Linked DNA regions of Ctenopharyngodon idella: region 2 is linked to region 1. The links are chromatin contacts, called in public Hi-C maps. All regions are on one chromosome and are shown on one strand. Each heading gives the region's core, a stretch centred on a gene start, on an enhancer-like site or on the middle of the called end of the contact. The rest is flanking DNA. Distances are from core to core; before and after follow the strand shown. Region 1 holds the start of meis2a (Meis homeobox 2a). Region 2 holds the start of LOC127498322 (serine/threonine-protein kinase Nek9).

Region 1 (5,465 bases), core at 1,523-4,022:
TAAGTAAGAATATTTCTATGTCACATTACGCTTACATCTACGGAATATGGATTAATTCATATGAATTATAATTAACTGGTAACATTGTTTTAATAACAAATTACTTTCGGGGTAATTTTGTCAAATAATATCGCTATTTTTTTATTACATCAAGAAGTACCAAATCTGAATTATTTATTAAATAAATAAATAAATAAATCACAGATTGGTGATGAGCGCAGTAAGTTCATCCAAATTATTATCAATCCAAATCAATAAAAAAAAATTACCTTTTCTAACTCCAAAAGATGAAACCGTAATACTTGTATGGCTTGTATCATCTGTGAAGAGAAATGGACGTCGTTAGCTGTATCCCTTCTTTACATTTTAATTTTAGTATTCGTTACACAACATTTTGTAGTGAACAAAAACCATCCCAATCATAAGAAATAATTCAAGAGTTAATAATGTGCTTGAAAAAAATAATAAGCAATTATTTTTGATATTTAAAAAAATTGCACGTGGAATTACTGGCCTGTGTAAAGTGCTAAGGGGTTGATGGTGATATCAGCCCTATAATGAGTGACTTTTTCACTATAATACCCTCCACTTCAAACAGTCCTGTCACACATCAAATCCCTCGTATTTACTTTCACTATCTCCAGATCCAATGCAAAAAAATCTCGAAAATAATGAGTGACACTCATTTAAGAGATTTCGATTGCACGGCTATTGTGAAAAGAATCAGTGCTGATGTGTTATCTTACCAAATTATCCAATTCTGGATTTGAAGAAAATAAAGGTTTTTCTGCGCGGACCTAAAACACAAACAAAAAAATCGGGGTTAATAGCAATCGATGAGAATATGTGCAGTAATTTAATAATTGTGTTTTAATGAAAGGGCAAAGATGCATTAAAATTGCAATCGTTACTAATCTGGTTAAACACTGTATTGATGGAAATATGGTTAGCGGTCTTAAAATGAAAAGGGCGATTACTTCTATCTTTGTTTATTTGAATGTTTTCAACACGTATGGACAAGGGTAGATGAGTCGTGAGTGACCTGTTTGGCGAAGACAGCGATGTCCTCGTTGAAGGAGTCGGAGGAGCACACGTCTCCTCCCGCCACCCCGGGCTCGCGGGGAGTGCATGTGGCCAGCTCGCACTTCTCAAAGACCAGAGCCAGCAGAGGAAACAGAGGGTGACTGCAGGAACAACAACACACGAACCTTTCAGAGCGCTCGGTTCAGATTTCACCGACGAATAATACGAGGAAGAGTGTGTAACAGTTCGAGGAATAATTCGGCTTTGCGTCCTAAAAACAAAGCGGCTTAAGTGAAGCGGAAATTCGAAATATTCAGATACTACAGTTGAGTAAATGTTTATGAAAAAACTGCGTTTAGACATCGGGTTTTGTAGCTCTGCAGTGATTTTGAACTTAAGTGAAATTAAAGCAGCAAGCGCCGTCAAAAAAAAAATAAGTGCAGAAAGTAAGTGCCAAATAAATAAAAAAAAAAAAAACACAAATCAAAGTGAAGTAGATTAAAATTGTGCCAGCAATTCTAGCAAAGCACCGTATACAGAATAAATCCTATTAAAGTTCTGGAAAAACTATTACGGGAAAGAGAAGCCGACCGAAGGAATTCACGGATCCGCTATTAATATAGAACTCACCCGTAAATTTGATCTTTATCCCTCTTTAACACGTCGTTGACAGCCGAGCCCATGCTGGTGGGCATGACATTGGGATGGGGGGCATGTGTGCCGTAATGCTGGCTGGCGTGGAGCGGCGGTCCGTGATTCAGATGATGGACCTGCGGGAGCGGCCGAGGCGCGTGAGGATCTCCGTACATACCCACCCCGTCCATGCCGCCGTAATGAGCCAACTCATCGTACTGAAAGAGAAGCAGAAAGTCACAATAAAACACAATGCTGCAGAAGAAAGAGCGATACCGTGGAAAAATAAGAAGAAAGGCGTCGCGCGAGACTAAAGTTTGCTGGCATATTTGCTCGTAATTACCAAAAACATGGTAAAGTTGTGCTTCCCCGAGTAAAGCGTGTCTTTAAAAGCGGAGCTCGGGCGATGAGACGCGGCGAATATTCCCAACAAAGTGCGTCAGACTGAAGTAGTTTTGCGCGTGAGGCGACAGTCGAGGCCTGTGATAGATAGTGTATTAGTGGAGGTGAGTGTTGGAGATTTTAAACCTACCCTTTGCGCCATCAGCCTGCGCTCCAATAAACCTCTGGATCTGTGTCGTAGATTTAATTTCCCAGTCCGCTCACAAACTCATGCGCTGCAAAGATCCCTTTTTCAAGCAACTTGCCGAATTCTCCTATTTTCCAGTATGGCTGAGAAAGAGCGCAGGCATCGGGAAGAGTTTTGCAATTATTCTTCTTTTCCTCTTTGCCCCCCAGAAAAGAAAGAAAAAAAAGTCAAGCACCAAACTGAAGGTTACAGCCGGCCCATCAACAACCTGCATGTAACTAAACTGTCGTGTCTCATGGCTTTTTGCCACTCCAGCTGTCAATCAAAGCCAGAGGTTGTCAAGGTAATGAATGAATGATGGTTGGTGATGATGTTCAAGAGAGGATGAATCTTTTTAGCCCCGTTTTCATCCCACAAGTCCCTGTCTTCTTTATGCCTCCGGTCCGCTTTCTTGTTTTATTACTACTGTAAAAAAAAAAAAAAAAGGGAAAAGAGAAGAGTTTTTAAAAAAATGCGGCGATCTCTTGCGCGGTCTGAGATGAGTGAGTGTCAGTGAGTGTTGGCAGGTCGGCCGCTCGCTCGCTTATAGAACACAGTGAGTTGAGCTGCGCGCATCGGCGGGAGAATGAAATGACGGAAGCCGGAAGTGGCGCTGAGCACAGCCAGTCCTGCACGAGCTCCACGCCAAACCCTGCGCGAGAGGCGAGCGTCCAGTGCGCGAGGGGGGAGCCACCGCAGATCCCACTCACATACACTGAGAAAATGAGACACCGCGCGATGGGCAGGCATCCAAACGTCGAATAAGTATCTTTATTGCACAAAAGGAAAATCTTTTTAACACGACTTTTTTGTGTAATGCGTACAACTGATATCGAGTGTCATATCCCCTTGTTCTTGTGCGAGGCACAAAAATTGTTATTTAGACGGAGAATAAAGTGAACTTTTCCACAAGGCTGAAGGAATAAAAGAGGTTTTATGGAAACTATCTTTAGTCCAATAGCGTTTCGAGATTGAAATGTGAGCCGTGCATCGCGCTGCTCAATTATCAAAGAGCCCCAAGATCATCAATCATTAGGAAGGCCTGAAGTTTCAGAGGAGGAGCAATGATATTGATTGTGCTACAGATGGCCCCTAATACCACAAACAGACCCTTAAAATACTACTCCTCATCAATGAACATATAGCCTACATCGCGGCACATGTGACATCATCGTCGTATCGATCGCTTTTTACATAAATGTCTACATTTAGAGCTCAGTGAGTTGTTGTTTTGTTGTTGAAATTAACAATTCACGTCGGGCTAGTGGAGCTGAACTCGTCCAGGATCGAGCAGACCTCAACAAACAAGGTCAAAAAGCCGCTCCAACACAGACGCCCGAACCGCGGGCTCGTGTTCTAATGAAGCCGGCAATTAAAACGGATTTCATAAATGCAACAACTGCTCTGTTAATGACAGAGGGGAGGGAAGAACATGAGGAGAAAGTAGAAGTGAAGGGTTCACTGTGCAATAGCGACTGCAGTGGACACAGAGCGCGTGCTGTCTGACCACTGCTTCATCGTGAGGAAGAAGATGAGGACCATTTCTATACAAACGCGTGATCGGATAAATGTGGGTAAGTCGATCGCATCCTTATAGAATTGAGCCTGCCGCGGCGCGGGAAAAGTGCGCGTGATACTGCTGATCTGCACAATCACAGCAGGAAAAAAAAAAAAGATTTGAACAGCTATAACTTTATTAATTAAAATCTATAAAAATCACACAGTAAATCAGTGCCTTGAGAAAACGCTCTGTTATTCATATTAACGTTTTCGCTTTGATTTAAGGCTACAAATTGATGAGTAGCCTATGATGCGAACTGGTTTACTTTTCAGTTTTAGGATATAAAATCCGCATTTTTCCGAAACAACGGCTAATAATTTCAGCCGAAAAGAAACTTTACTGACATAGAAAAACACGCTTTCGGTTTCAAAATTGTTTAAAATACCATCTTCGCTTCGTCCATGTTAATAAATCCATGAAATAAAAATATTTAGTTTTTTTTTTAAAGAGCCTACCGACTGAACAAACTCGTGCTTAGAGACTTTAAAACAGCTAAAATCAGTGTTGTGAACGTGGATCCGTGGCTCGGGCAGAAGATGGCTTTAACAGGCGGTAAAATTTCATCTGCTGGTGTCAAATTGAGGTCATTTTAGGGTTAAAGCTCTCGATGTCTCTGCCCAGCTGCGACTGAGAATCCATTTCAACGCAAACACTTTTACATAACCTCACACAATTTTAAACTCATCTCTTTTTAAGATATTTTTTTTTAATGAAAATCATAACATAAAATATAGGCTAATCTAAATGTAAAATATAGTCTAACTTTAGCTATGTAAACTGCTTTATCCTAACAACTAAATCTAAATCTAATGCTTCAGGTTATTCAGAATTATTTAATGCTGTTTAATTTAATTTAGCTCTAAAATTTTAAATGGAATATAGCCGACCTAAAAACACATTTCTACGGAACAACAGGTCGCCGAAGAGTTCACAAATCCAAATTCGCGCCCAATATAATATTCGCGCCTTCTTGAATTTGCTCAACTTTAAACATTTAGGCTTTTTTTTTTTTTTTTTTTTTTAAATACCGTTCATTAGGAATTTTAGATTAATAATCTAGGCTATATTTGCAAATGTTCCGTCATCTTCAGTTTTGAAACGTGTGGAGGTTTTTCTGAGGTGACTATTTATGTTAGGATAATAATTTCTCCGTGTACTGCTTTAGCTCCATTTAAACTTTCTCTGACCTCAGGGAACGTGTCATTCTAGTCCCTGCAGGAAAGCTGTAGAGCTCCAGTGTTTGTAGAAGTTTCGTGAGTAACTGTAAATTCTTCTGTGTGAAAGGCGTCTTTTCCTTCATGGCTGCTCAGTGGCGTTATTCTCACTGCACTGTGAGAGACCGTGTGTGTGTGTGTGTGTGTGTGTGTGTGTTTCTGCAGCTCTTTAGCGACACCTGCCGGATCAATGATGCGCCACTTTGCAATCCTGTGTGAAGTGTAGTTAAATAAAAAGAAATAAACACTGATATCTTGAGGGGGGAAAAAAACATATACAAACAAAATTTGTTTCGAATGAATTATATTTAATGAACAAAGCTTGCCAGGGAAGAACGAAATAAACAGACTACAAAGAGTTTGCGCATTCGATACATTTTTAGATCGTTTTTGTTTCGTAAATTATAATGTTTAAATGATCTATTTTTGTTGCACTATGTTCTACAATTAGATAACTTTCATTTTA
Region 2 (5,465 bases), core at 2,148-4,647, 400 kb before region 1:
TGTTATCATTTGTTTTTTATTTATTGATAAATTAATAATAATTTTATTATTATTTAATCATAATATTTCATTAAAATACAGGATTATTTTACACTATTTTAATTGTGCCCATAATTGCTTTTGTAATAAATATGTTATTAATGACCAATATGTGTCTGTAGATATGATAAGCCTTTAGCTGTCATATTTTTTTTTTCTAAAAATGAACATTATTTCACATAAATTCACATATCCATTTAAGAAATAATCAGTATTTGTATTGTTAAAATTGTGACAAAAAAAATCAGTATCATTAAATTTGTAAACTATCAGTCTTGTTAAAATTGCAACAAAAGTATCGGTATCATTAAAACTAACAAAAAGTATAATTAAAATTGTAACCAAAAGTATCGGTATCATTAAATTTGTAAAGTATCGGTATCGTAAAAATTGTAACGAAAGTATCGGTATCATTAAAATTGTAACAAAAAGTATCAGTATCATTAAATTTGTAAAATATCGGTATTGTTAAAATTGTAACAAAAGTATCTATCATTAAATTTGTAAAGTATCGGTATCGTAAAAATTGTAATTAAAGTATCGGTATCATTAAAACTGTAACAAAAGTATCATATTGTTAAAATTGTAACAAAAAGTATCAGTATCATTAAAACTGTAACAAAAATTAGAAGTATATTTAAATTTGTAAAGTATCAGTCTCGTTTAAGCTAACAAAAGTATTGGTATCATTAAAACTGTAACAAAAAGTATCGTATCAATAAAATTGTAAAAAAGGATAGGTATCATTAAATTTGTAAAGTATCTGTATCATTAAAATTGCAACAAAAGTATCTATCATTAAATTTGTAAAGTATCATATAGTAAAAATTGTAACGAAAGTATCGGTATCATTACAACTGTAACAAAAAGTATATTAAAATTGTAACAAAAAGTATCAGTATCATTAAATTTGTAAAATATCGGTATCATTAAAACTGTAACAAAAATTATAAGTATAATTAAATTTGTAAAGTATCAGTCTCGTTTAAGCTAACAAAAGTATTGGTATCATTAAAAATGTAACAAAAAGTATCGCATCAATAAATTTGTAAAAAAGGATGGGTATCATTAAATTTGTAAAGTATCGGCATCATTAAAATTGTAACAAAAAGTATCAGTATCATTAAATTTGCAAAGTATTGGTATCGTTAAAATTGTAACAAAAATTAAGTATTAAATTTGTAAAGTATCGGTCTATTTAAAATTGTAACAAAAGTATTGGTATCATTAAAACTGTAATAAAAAGTATCTTATCATTAAAATTGTAACAAAAAGTATCAGTATCATTAAATGTGTAAAGTATCGGTCTCATTAAAATTGTAACAAAAAGTATCAGTATCATTAAATTTGTAAAATATCGGTATTGTTAAAATTGTAACAAAAGTATCTATCATTAAATTTGTAAAGTATCGGTATCGTAAAAATTGTAATTAAAGTATCGGTCTCATTAAAATTGTAACAAAAGTATCAGTATCATTAAATTTGTAAAGTATCAGTATCATTAAAACTGTAACAAAAATTAGAAGTATATTTAAATTTGTAAAGTATCAGTCTCGTTAAAACTAACAAAAGTATCAGTATCATTGAAACTGTAACAAAAAGTATCGTATCAATAAAATTGTAAAAAAGGATAGGTATCATTAAATTTGTAAAGTATCTGTATCATTAAAATTGCAACAAAAGTATCATTAAATTTTTAAAGTATCATATAGTAAAAATTGTAACGAAAGTATCGGTATCATTAAAACTGTAACAAAAAGTATATTAAAATTGTAACAAAAAGTATCAGTATCATTAAATTTGTAAAATATCGGTATCATTAAAACTGTAATAAAAAGTATCTTATCATTAAAATTGTAACAAAAAGTATCAGTATCATTAAATGTGTAAAGTATCGGTCTCATTAAAATTGTAACAGAAAGTATCGGTATCATTACATTTGTAAAGTATCGCATCATTAAAATTGTATATTAAAAAAGTTTGTTATTGCCCATCCCTAAGCTGTACTGCTGGAATATAAAGCCCCTCATTATTAGTGGGCGTGACAGAACACCCAAATCCACCAATCAGAACAGAGTTCAGTGACGTTTGCTCTTAAATCCTGCGAAATCGGAGCAATGATAAATATATATCATATTCAGAGCTGCTCACCTCAGTGCGTCTGTACAGAGTCGCTTCTCCAAAAGCGCCCTTTCCCAGCACTCGAATGGGAATGTAATGCAGTTTCTCCTCTTCTCCACCGTAAGTTCCAGATGTTGACGATCTTCCATTGACAGATTCGCATCCAGACTCTGAGTTTAAAGAGGCGTAATGCCTCTCATACTCCTCCAGAGACATCTTACATACACACACTCAACACGACTCACAATAACGCGTGTTTGATCTGGGCCTGCTTCAGTTCACCTCAAAGATCGCCTCAAACCACACACATCTGCACTGCAAAAGTCGCGCGTAAAGACACACTTTTGGTCTTTACATTAAACTACTTTCCTCGTGCTCCGTTTCTTCTTTTCCGAACTGAACTACACAAGACGAAGTTGCTGCTGGGAGTCATTTCCGACAGTGAATCGATTCATTCATTCGTTTGTTTTGAACAAGCATGTATATTCATCAAGCGAATCGAATGAATCTTTGAGAGTCGATTCGGATAGAAACAACAAGCGATGCAGGAACCGGAAGTGACTCGCTTTCTGCTCACGGGCTTTTATTTCAAAATATCGTGACAGCATAAAATAAATAGATCGATTTTTTTTATTACAAAATATTTAAAATACCCGCCACCCTACATACGACAAGTGAAATAAACAATATTTTAAAAAAAATAATAATAAAATAAAATTCCTCAGACTCAAATTCTTGTCAAGAAAAAGCTATACTTTCTATGAAACTGATTTTATCGAGTGTGTTTTTGATTTGATTTGATCATTGTCGACGGCAGTATATCAGCTCACACTTCAAACTGTCCATATATATTACAGCACAACTCATCTGTATTTCATAACAGCTGACGAGTTCTAGTTCTCATAAACAACCACATATTACACTGACTAAATGAGCTGTCAGAATATGATCTGGCATCACACATTCTGACAGAGGGAATTAAGAACAAACAGGATCGTTTTACACCACATAAGACACAAACTGATTACAACTGACAAACATATGCAAAAGAATATAGTTCAAATATGTTTTATAGTTAACAACTTCTAGGATATAATTAACCCTATAAAGCCTGCTGTATGATACGCACATTTCTAAGTCCTCTAAATGATCAACATGATCTGTTAAACCCGTACACAGTCATTCTGTCGTCTGATTGATAGTTTAGACCAGGAGTGTCCAATCCTGCTCCTGGAGAGCTACCATCCTGCATATTTCAGCTCCAACCCCAATCAAACACACCTGAACCAGCTAATCAAGGTGTTCAGGGTTGCTTGATAATTACAGACAGGTGTGTTGGAGCAGGGTTGGAACTCAAGTCTGATATATAAGAGCTGAAGGTGGACGTCTCTCTCTCTCTACACACACACACACACACATATATATATATATATAAAGAGAGAGATATAAAGAGAGAGTATTATTTCATATGTCAGGCTTAAGAATCTTGCAGTTTAATACGATATTTTCACAGAGAGCAACATTGATAGCAGCCACATGAGGGCGACACACTCCACTGAATACATTACAGACTCTTCTCTAAACACACACACACACACACACACACACACACACACACACACACACACACACACACACACAGAGTATTTTCCCCAATTTTATATTTGATTCTTTGTGTGGCATTAATTTTCTTTCAAAATGTAATTTTTCTATTGAAAATAGAATCCCAATTAAACTGGCAAATGTCCATAAGCAGCCACTGCTGTCTTGGCAATTAGTTTATAAGCAAAATGTTTCACCGCATCTGTATTTTGAATGGAATAATAGAGATATCTTATATAAAAAGTATCTTGTGTGACAGTGGTATACTTAGTCTGTTAGTCGGTTGATTAATGAATGAGGTCTGCTTTTACCAAACTCAAGATTCCTGTGCTATTATCTTTACATTATTGTTACGAAACTCTGGATTTTCCTCTGTTAACACTGACCAAGAACACATCACTTGATATATGTAATGGTGACATTAATATTGCAAAAGATAAATGCAGTAATGGATATATTAGAAATGTGTTGTTGAAAAGATATGTGCCATGTTCAACAGTCATCTAAATATGAAAACAAGTGTAAAAAAAAAAAAAGTAAAGGCAATAACAAATAAAGTTTGAGAGGTATCCTTTAAAATATTACACAGAATTGAAGGAGTTATGTCGACATATATATCCTGTGAATATCACCTCTAACTTAATTTCTGATGTTTGGAACATTTTATTGTATTAATATCTGAACATGCAATACATTAAAAGAAACAGAGCCTCTGCTTTCAAACAAACAAACCCATTTTATTCTAGCTTCATGATTTTAATTTTTTTCATATTCATATATTTTTAATCTTTTTTTTTTATCGACACTTAAATGTAAGTTTTATAAAAAATAAAACAAAGCAACATTTTGAACAAAAAACAGAAAATTGAATTTTTGTCAAAGTCTTCATCCGGATGGGAACGATGATCAAAACACAGATGGAGTAGATCGAGTCCATCAACACCCTCAAAGCTTCACAGTCGTTTCCTCTTCATGGGTTTGACATTTCATTCAGTAACGTTGAGAAGTTTTGATGTAAATGCTGTTTAATGTCTGATGATCGCGTTATTTTCATAGACTGTATAAAACATGGATGTAGTGTCCCTGACGTCACCTGTGTGTTTCTGAAGAGCATTTTTGAAGCGCAAAGTGGGTGGAGCCGGCTGCCATCTCAGCAGCGCGTCACTCCCAGATAACCGAAAATGGGCAAAGAGGCGGGGCGTGGGTGGAGCTAACAGACAAACAGCTAGTAGTGACAGCAGCTGGCAATCCACCTGTCACTCAAGTGACCACACCCTTAATTATGCAGAACTTTAAGGCTTAATATAATTTAAACAGGATGAGTTATAAAAAATTCACCCCCCTCACAGTTGTCATGAAGGGCAAAATTAGCTGTATAGACCAAAACCACTTTTTGTACCAGGCTGCAAAAAATTTTTTCTGCTGTAAAGTTGGGCATTTTAACATGGGGGGTCTATGGGATTGACTCCCTTTTGGAGCCTGTCTCTAGCGGCCAGTCGATGAATTGACTGCTTGATTATTTAACATGTTGCGTCAGCATTGCTTCTATTGCTTGTTTCTGCCTCTTTTTTGCCTGTGTTTTAATACAGAAATGAATTTCCATGAATATGCAAATTAGCCTTCAATCATTCACACCAGCTCAGAGACCCACTCGTTAAACTTTACTCAAGTTACTGTAGTAAACGCTGTCTGTAAATTACAGT

Evidence for each region. A called contact is a pair of places that touch in the nucleus more often than the background predicts.
Region 2: a contact with region 1 is called in a Hi-C map of muscle, with 7 times the contacts expected there. The contact joins the promoter of LOC127498322 here to the promoter of meis2a in region 1. A contact is called at or near these places in 2 of 2 Hi-C or Micro-C datasets (both in muscle).

Annotation. Positions count from the first base shown.
Region 1 is chr17:32,476,209-32,481,673 of HZGC01, reverse strand. meis2a (Meis homeobox 2a) reads right to left here and starts at 2,772. Exons shown (of 13, transcript XM_051868235.1): 1 at 2,189-2,772; 2 at 1,654-1,874; 3 at 1,043-1,184; 4 at 747-797; 5 at 270-320. The coding sequence starts at 2,200. LOC127498643 (a long non-coding RNA gene) reads left to right here and starts at 3,243. Exons shown (of 2, transcript XR_007925938.1): 1 at 3,243-5,465.
Region 2 is chr17:32,880,295-32,885,759 of HZGC01, reverse strand. LOC127498322 (serine/threonine-protein kinase Nek9) reads right to left here and starts at 3,397. Exons shown (of 23, transcript XM_051867574.1): 1 at 2,191-3,397. The coding sequence starts at 2,376. It overlaps dph6 (diphthamine biosynthesis 6), which reads right to left. Exons shown (of 15, transcript XM_051867575.1): 15 at 4,476-5,465.